Linked DNA regions of Mus musculus: region 2 is linked to region 1. The links are chromatin contacts, called in public HiChIP or PLAC-seq maps. All regions are on one chromosome and are shown on one strand. Each heading gives the region's core, a stretch centred on a gene start, on an enhancer-like site or on the middle of the called end of the contact. The rest is flanking DNA. Distances are from core to core; before and after follow the strand shown. Region 1 holds the start of Prxl2b (peroxiredoxin like 2B). Region 2 overlaps Plch2 (phospholipase C, eta 2).

Region 1 (3,304 bases), core at 207-2,706:
GGGTCCCTAGTCCAGATTCTGGTGGAACACAAGTATCCACACCTGTTCCCAGTGTCCTGCCCCACCCACTTATCTAACCCAGGGCTCAGGCAGATCAGCAACCAGTCTAACTAGGCTCTACACAAGCCCTGAGAGCCCCCAGGTTGAATACAGCTAGCCTTGGGGGCCCTGGAGAGGTGGTGTGGAGTGTGGGGAATGAGCTCCAAGCTGGGTGTGCCCAGGGATCTCGCTTAGCCGGCACTGCCTATCATGACAGGCAGTCTGTGGCAACAGAGGACTGCAATGAGCCATGGCTAAGGCACTGGGCTCCAAGGTCCCTCCTGTTTATGAAATAGCAGACTTCTGAGGACAGGCCTGCCTTGGACCAACACCCATTAGAAGACTCAAAGAAGGGCTGGCTGAAGCACCAGTGTCAGTTTCCATGAGACAAACTGGAGAGCAGAGCAGATGGCAGTAGCAAGAAGGTACATAAGAGAGCGGTGGCCACTCTGTCCTCCTGTTGTCCCTGGTTAGACTCATGCCCACAAACAGTCACACTTACCGCTTGAAGCCCAGCTCCTTATAGATTTGCTTGCTCTCATCAAGGTAGAGTTCTAGAAAGGAAAGCCACAGCTATGTGCCCCAGGCTTCCTACAGTCTGTCCCCTCCACTTACTGTATCCAGCTCCACCCACCCAAGCCATGAGTAGCAAGGCAGGATTGAATGTCACCACTGCTTAAACGGGAAGGGCAAGAGTCACTGGGACTTTGCCACTAGGTCTGGGCACCAGCCAGGGCACAGGCTGAAGGCAGGGCAGGGAAGAGCTGCATATGCTGACACATGAATATGTTCTTGTTGGGCCTAGAAAGGGAGAGGTCAGCCCAGGCTCTGAGTCCGGGAAGAGTCGCACCTCCTGAGAAGTAACCACCATCCAGAAACTCCTGCAGGCCCAGGGCCTCAGGCCCCACGCCCACCAGGCGCACATCGTGTTGGTCCAGGATGCTCCGGAGGTTGCTGAGGTCCTGGGCGATCCAGCGGCACACCATGCAGCCGAAGCGTCGCAGACCGGCCACCACACAAGCTTTCTCCTGCCATAGGCTCCGCAGCTCCACAGCCTACAGAATGGATCGGTCAGGGGACATGGGCTCACCAACCCCCTATGCCCGGCAGCCTCACATGTCCCGCAGCGTGCTGCTCCAAGATTCGCAGCTGACTGGTCCTCCTGATGGTTCCTCTGTGGACCATGAGCTGTACCCACGCCCAGTACGCGAACTCATAGGACCCCTCAGGACCTCCACTCCAACCCATGTGAGTTGCCAAGGCTCTGGGCCAGGTATTAGGGGAGGCGTTCTCCGCCCTGCGCGAGCCAAATCTCACCTCCCCAGTCACTGCATGTTTCAAGACACACGCTCCTACGCGACCAAGGTCCACCACATTCATGGCCTCCTCCGTCCCTTTCTGCTCCACGGTCCCTTCTCGCAGCCTGGGGAGGCTCACTCTGTCCTGCGCAGCCTCTTCAGCCAGCCTATGCCCCGCCCATAATCCCGCCCCAGTCCTGGTGGGCACCACCTCCAGGGGGTTCAGGTCACATGACTGTGCGCTTGTCTCGCCCCAGGCTCCGCCCCTGATATTAGTATACAGGCACACCCTCTCTCCAAAGAGACAATCACTGCAGATCTCTTTGCCTAAGCCTAGGTTGTTCTCATATGTATAAGCTTATTAGCCAATGGCGTAGCAGGTAAAGCTCAATGGACAGTCTGCAAGCGGTGCGCCTGCGCAGAATGCGTTTGCGTGGCTCTCTAGCGTTTGCGTAGCTCTCCACTAGCATCAGGTGGTCCCTAGTAGTGCAGCAGGGTGGTAGAATTAGAGCCAAAAAGTTGAAACGGGGAATCGAACTCACAAATCACTAGTGTGAGGAACAGTAGGGCAGCCGGCACTTACAGTAGTGAAAGGACCAGCCTTTCCAAGTCTAAGTTCCTGCTTTGCATTTTCGCGAAATCCTATTAACTTCCATCGTAAAGTACCATTTCCTGCTGTGTGGATGTCAGTTTTTAAACTACGGGCTCTCATGTACAACAATCCAAAGGAGATAAACAGGAGCTCGCAGTGGTGTGTCCCTAGGAAGAGTAGAAGGCTCAGGAATCCACGTGTTCTGTCCTTTCCTCACTAAGTAAGCCCTGTGATGCTTTCTAGGGCCATGTTCAAGCATCTGACAGATGTAGAGGCTAGGAAAGGAAGAGAGCCACCACAAGATACCTAGCTGAGGCTGAACAGCCAGGCAGGAAGTTAGGAACCATACATATCACTGTGTCAAAAGGAGAAGCTAGAGAGATGGCTCAGTGGTTAAGAGCACTAGCTGCTCTTGCAGAGGGCCCACGGTTTGGTTCCCAGCATCCCTACAGCGACTCACAATCCTCTGCAAGTCCAGCTTGAGGGCATCTGATGCTCCCTTACGGTCTCTTCAGGCACCAGGCACTCACATTGGGCCCAAACCTATGCAAGCAAGAGTAGGCTGGGGAGGTGACTCGGTAAAATGACAGAGACCTGTAATCCCATGTCCTGGGGGAAGCAAAGGCATGAGAATCAGCAATAGACCTTGTCTCAAGAAATACGATTGAGAGGCACTGAGTAAAACACTCAACCGCTGGACTCCCCGGGCACACACAAGTGCACACAGGTGTGCAAAGGTACATTTTAAAAAAGGAAAGAAAATAAAGTTGCAGAATCAGGAGGAGCTGGTCCTGTAGAGCAACTGGTCCTGGAAGCACCACCAGAAGAAATCCAGAGATGGGGCTTCCTCTGCTTCCTGTTAAGTGTTGAGGGGTACAATGCGAGGGTCCCAGGAGCATGGGAAGATGTCTGCAGAAAGTGCTGCATGTTGAACAGGAAGAGCCAGCAGGCCCTTCCCTGAGGCTGCTCACTCACATATGCCTACACAGTGTGACAGAACCCACCTCGTCTTCATGGAGCCCCAGGTAAGACAGGTCATCAGGAGCAGAGGATTGTAGAGTCTTTGTTCCAAGTTTTATAGGTTAGAGGTACCTAGTCCAAGGACCTGAAAACACTTGTGGCCATTCCTTTCCCAGCTCAAGGACCTGAAAACACTCGTGGCCATTCCTTTCCTGTATTTCCAGAATCCTTCCAGGGATGTTGATTTCCTATGCTTTGGGGTAGGGTTGTTGTGGTTTTCCTCCAGTGCCTCTCTTGCGTGATCATTTTAGTTTCTGCTTTTATTGGTTCTTATGCCAAACCAGTAAAATTGGACTGGCATAATCTTGACTATCTCATATCAATGACATGTGTGGTGGTTGGAATAGGCTTAGCT
Region 2 (3,304 bases), core at 274-2,773, 87 kb after region 1:
GCTCCCAGAGATGTCTGCTGGGAGCTGGTCACTTTGGCTCCCAGGCCTACAGGGCACTGGGACCCTTCCTGAGATGGACCTGTGGGGGCAGCTGCCTGTAACGGGAGGCCAGGGCCCAGGGCTGGTTCCTCGGCAATGGGTTCCAGGCTGCACAGGGGGGAGATGGGCCGCTGCAGGGGGAAGAGGCGAGTATCTGTGGGGAAAGAGGGACGGGAGACAAGAGGCGGAGAGGTAGATATAGAAAGGGCAGACAGATTAAAGACAGACATGGGGAGAATCAAGAAACAGAAAAGGGATAGGGAGGGAGGGAGGGAGGGGGGAGAGAGATGGGGGAATATGAATCTCATTAATCAGCACCCGATCCTGACCCCCTGAGCCAAGGGTAGGGACCACCAGTCCACCCCAGGATATCCCAGCAACCAGGCTTTTCCATTTATACACATGTACTGTGACACTCAAGAGTACCCCACCCCGCTAAGGCTGGAGTCATGCCTGGGCCTCACACAGGCTCCATGGGGCAAGGGCAGGCCAGGCCTAGTCCTCCTTGGACTGGGACATCATGGGGACACATAGGGCTCAGGCCTGTTTGTTACCTGGCACTCGCAGGTCTCAATCCCTAACTATGGAAGCAGCACGGAGCAGGGACAGAAAGGAGAACACAGTCAGTGTATTGGTGGTGGTGGTGGTGGTGGTGGGGCACTGGCAGATGGACAGATGGACAACAATGCTGGGCAGGAGCGGGGGTCGGGGGGAATACAATGGAAGCAGGCAGACTCCAGGGACCTCCCTCTGCCCAGGCTAGAGCTCAGTAACCAGCTCAGACCAGTTCCCTCACACTCCAAGGTCAGGAAGTGTCAGCCAGGAAGGAGGGTCACAAAAAGGCTTAGTGACATTTGGACAATGCAGGTCCCTGGAAGCTGCTCCCCCTAAGCTCTGAGGCCCAGACCTCAGTTCTAAGCACCTTCTCCCCTGGTCTCTGAGGAGTCTCCAAGAGGGGATACCCTGAGGTACCACCACCAATTGACAGCAGGCTCCCATAGGACCGAAAGGCAGAGTCATTCTTGCATCTGACCCTTGGGGGTGGGGGTGGGGGGAGGCAGGGCTAAGAGCTGGGATCTTTTCAGACCTAGGAAGGTAGGCCATCAGAGCAGCCAGTCAGGGCAGCCAGCAGGCACCAGGGAAGCCCTTGCTGAGGGCTGGCTGGATATCCCTGGGTTCCTCAGCAAGCAGCTCTCAGAAATGCCTTGATGACTCGAGCAGCCCTCTTCCCCCACCCCCGCCCCCACAAAGTACAGGGCCATTAGGGCAGGGGTGGGGATCTGAGGCAGACAGGCCACAGCTAAGCTGACGGACAAATGAAGCAGAGAGCGGCAGGCAGGCACGGACCGCCTAGGCATGCCAGGTGTAGAGAGCATGGGATGCAGCGGAACGGCAGGCCTTACCGGTGGAGAACATGGGGGAATGACTCCTGATCTCCTCCAGCTTTTGAACGAACAAGGCGTTCATCTCTCCCTGCAGCGCCCCCTGCTGCCTGTGAGCACCCTCCGGCTGGCAGGGGGCCACCTTGGGGCTGCCTGGGCTGTCTGGGCTGCTGGAGTCCGAGGACACAGAGCCGCCGCCTGGACCCTGGCGCCGAGCCCTAGGACCCTTGGGGGCCTCTTTGCTTCTCCCTGGGGTGGCTCGAGGACTTGGGCTGCAGCAAGGGCCCCCCAGTGAATCTACCCGGGCCCTGGGCTGATGGCTGATGGCCATGTGGCTGCCTGCAGGCCCAGGGCTGGGTTGTTGCTCCCTTTGAAGGCCCTCAACGTCCATACCGGCGCAGGAGCCCACCACACACTTCATGCATGTGGCGGCCATCCCTGCAGGTCCAGGGCCTTCGGGGGCATTTGGGGACCGCACCTGTGCCAGTGTCCTCTCTTCTGTTGCTTCTCCTCCTGGTGCCTTACCTCGGGGGCTGCTGCTGCCTGACCTCTCTTGAGTAGGGGCCTCCAGAGCTGGGTTGGGGCTAGAGGGTGCCACGTCATCAGCTGCCCCCTCGGAGCCTGCGTCCTGTGTGCCCAGGGCCAGCTCTGGGAAGCCCTTGCGACTTGGCTTCTGGCTTTTGGTCGGGGCACTGGCCGTGCGCCGCAGGAGCCTCTGGCTAACGGAGGGCCGGGGGAGGGGCTGTCCAGCAGCATGACTGTCCAGCGAGCCTGGCTTTGTGCCTCGGAGGAAGAGACCTTTTAGACCCAGAGTCTGCTTGACCTGCAAGAAAAGGAGCCCACATAGCCGGTGCCTGGCCCACCTGACCCAGGTGTGGCTTCAAGCTTCAAGCGGGGAACTGGCTCTCCAGCGGGTGTTCTGAACCTGTAGCTACCATGGACCTGTAGCTACCATGGACCTGTAGCCACCCACTTGTCCCAGCCTTGAGGAACTGAGGACTGTAGCCCCAGATCTAGGGGGAAGAAAAGTCGGGGTCTGCCATCACCATGGTTGCACTCACCGTGACCTGCCCAGCAGCCTGGAAGGCCTGCTCTCCGTTGGCCTCTGCCTCCCTACTTCCCAGGAGCCTCTCCTCCCTCCTAGAGGGCTGCCTTTCTAGGAAGCCTTGTTGAACTCCCCCAGGCAGACTCCTTCCTCCAGGCCAGCTTGCACTCGGGGCCCCATGAGTTCCTGAGGCCCTCAACTGGCTCAACACGTACGTAACCAGCATCAGGCCACAGCCAGCTTCTGCCCAGTCCCCTCCTGCATTCCCCTCTGCATAGATCACTGCTGGAGAGGATCTGTGGCCACCTCTTAAGAGGACAGAGGCCATAGGGATCCTTACATGCCACACACCCCTGCATCCCACCAACAACGCCCACCCACCCCCATGACGGGCCGTGCTCGTGCGTTGGAGCAGCCCAGGGCCTGGCGGCCAGGGGCCCCTCTGCGGAGGCAATAGAGTGGCCAGCACTTGAATCAGCTTCCTGATTCAAGATCCCAAATCCAGTGCAATTTGGTCAATGTGGTTGGAAAGCCATTTAGAAGGAGATCCAGGATTCGAGCTGGAGCGCCCGCTGGGTACCCCTGCCCCCAACCCTAACTCAGATCCTAGCATACACAGAGGAGAGAGCTAGAGGGGCCAGTAACTGACAGTGTAGGCAGGTAGAGAGGACAGGACGGCAGAGGAGCTGCAAGGCTGTGCAGAGAGACCTACAGTCATGGGGAAGGGCAGAAGGTGCACAGGGTGAGGACAGGATAGGAGGATAGGTCCTTGGCTTTGGCTGAATCCTGGATCTGCCTCGTAAATGCCACTCTCTGGCTGAGGATGGCCCAGGGGACC

The links. HiChIP or PLAC-seq counts read pairs in DNA pulled down with a chosen protein or histone mark.
Region 2: an H3K4me3 HiChIP or PLAC-seq map of fetal liver shows a contact between it and region 1, with 2.3 times the contacts expected there. The contact joins the enhancer-like site here to the promoter of Prxl2b in region 1. A contact is called at or near these places in 2 of 15 datasets of contacts at CTCF or cohesin (large pre-B cells and pro-B cells), 18 of 484 Hi-C or Micro-C datasets (B cells, CD8 T cells, the CH12 cell line and 12 more), 7 of 115 datasets of contacts at active chromatin or transcription factors (VIP interneurons, bone marrow-derived macrophages, embryonic hindbrain and 3 more) and 4 of 9 other capture datasets (adipose tissue, embryonic stem cells, liver and 1 more).

The regions. Positions count from the first base shown.
Region 1 is chr4:154,897,587-154,900,890 of GRCm38.p6, forward strand. It overlaps Prxl2b (peroxiredoxin like 2B), which reads right to left and starts at 1,457. Exons shown (of 7, transcript NM_025582.3): 1 at 1,357-1,457; 2 at 890-1,094; 3 at 542-593. The coding sequence starts at 1,419. It overlaps Gm52690 (a long non-coding RNA gene), which reads left to right. Exons shown (of 2, transcript XR_003955190.1): 1 at 1-464; 2 at 845-3,304.
Region 2 is chr4:154,984,773-154,988,076 of GRCm38.p6, forward strand. It overlaps Plch2 (phospholipase C, eta 2), which reads right to left. Exons shown (of 22, transcript NM_001113360.3): 21 at 1,947-2,244; 22 at 1-193. Among named protein-coding and RNA genes, the nearest start is that of Gm42363, 22 kb to the left of the region's middle. Within about 2 kb of position 1,524, at least 36 of the 459 cell types and tissues checked have an H3K27ac peak or open chromatin away from gene starts, as enhancers often do. A contact at or near this core is called in the G1E-ER4 cell line and fetal liver, where this site is marked.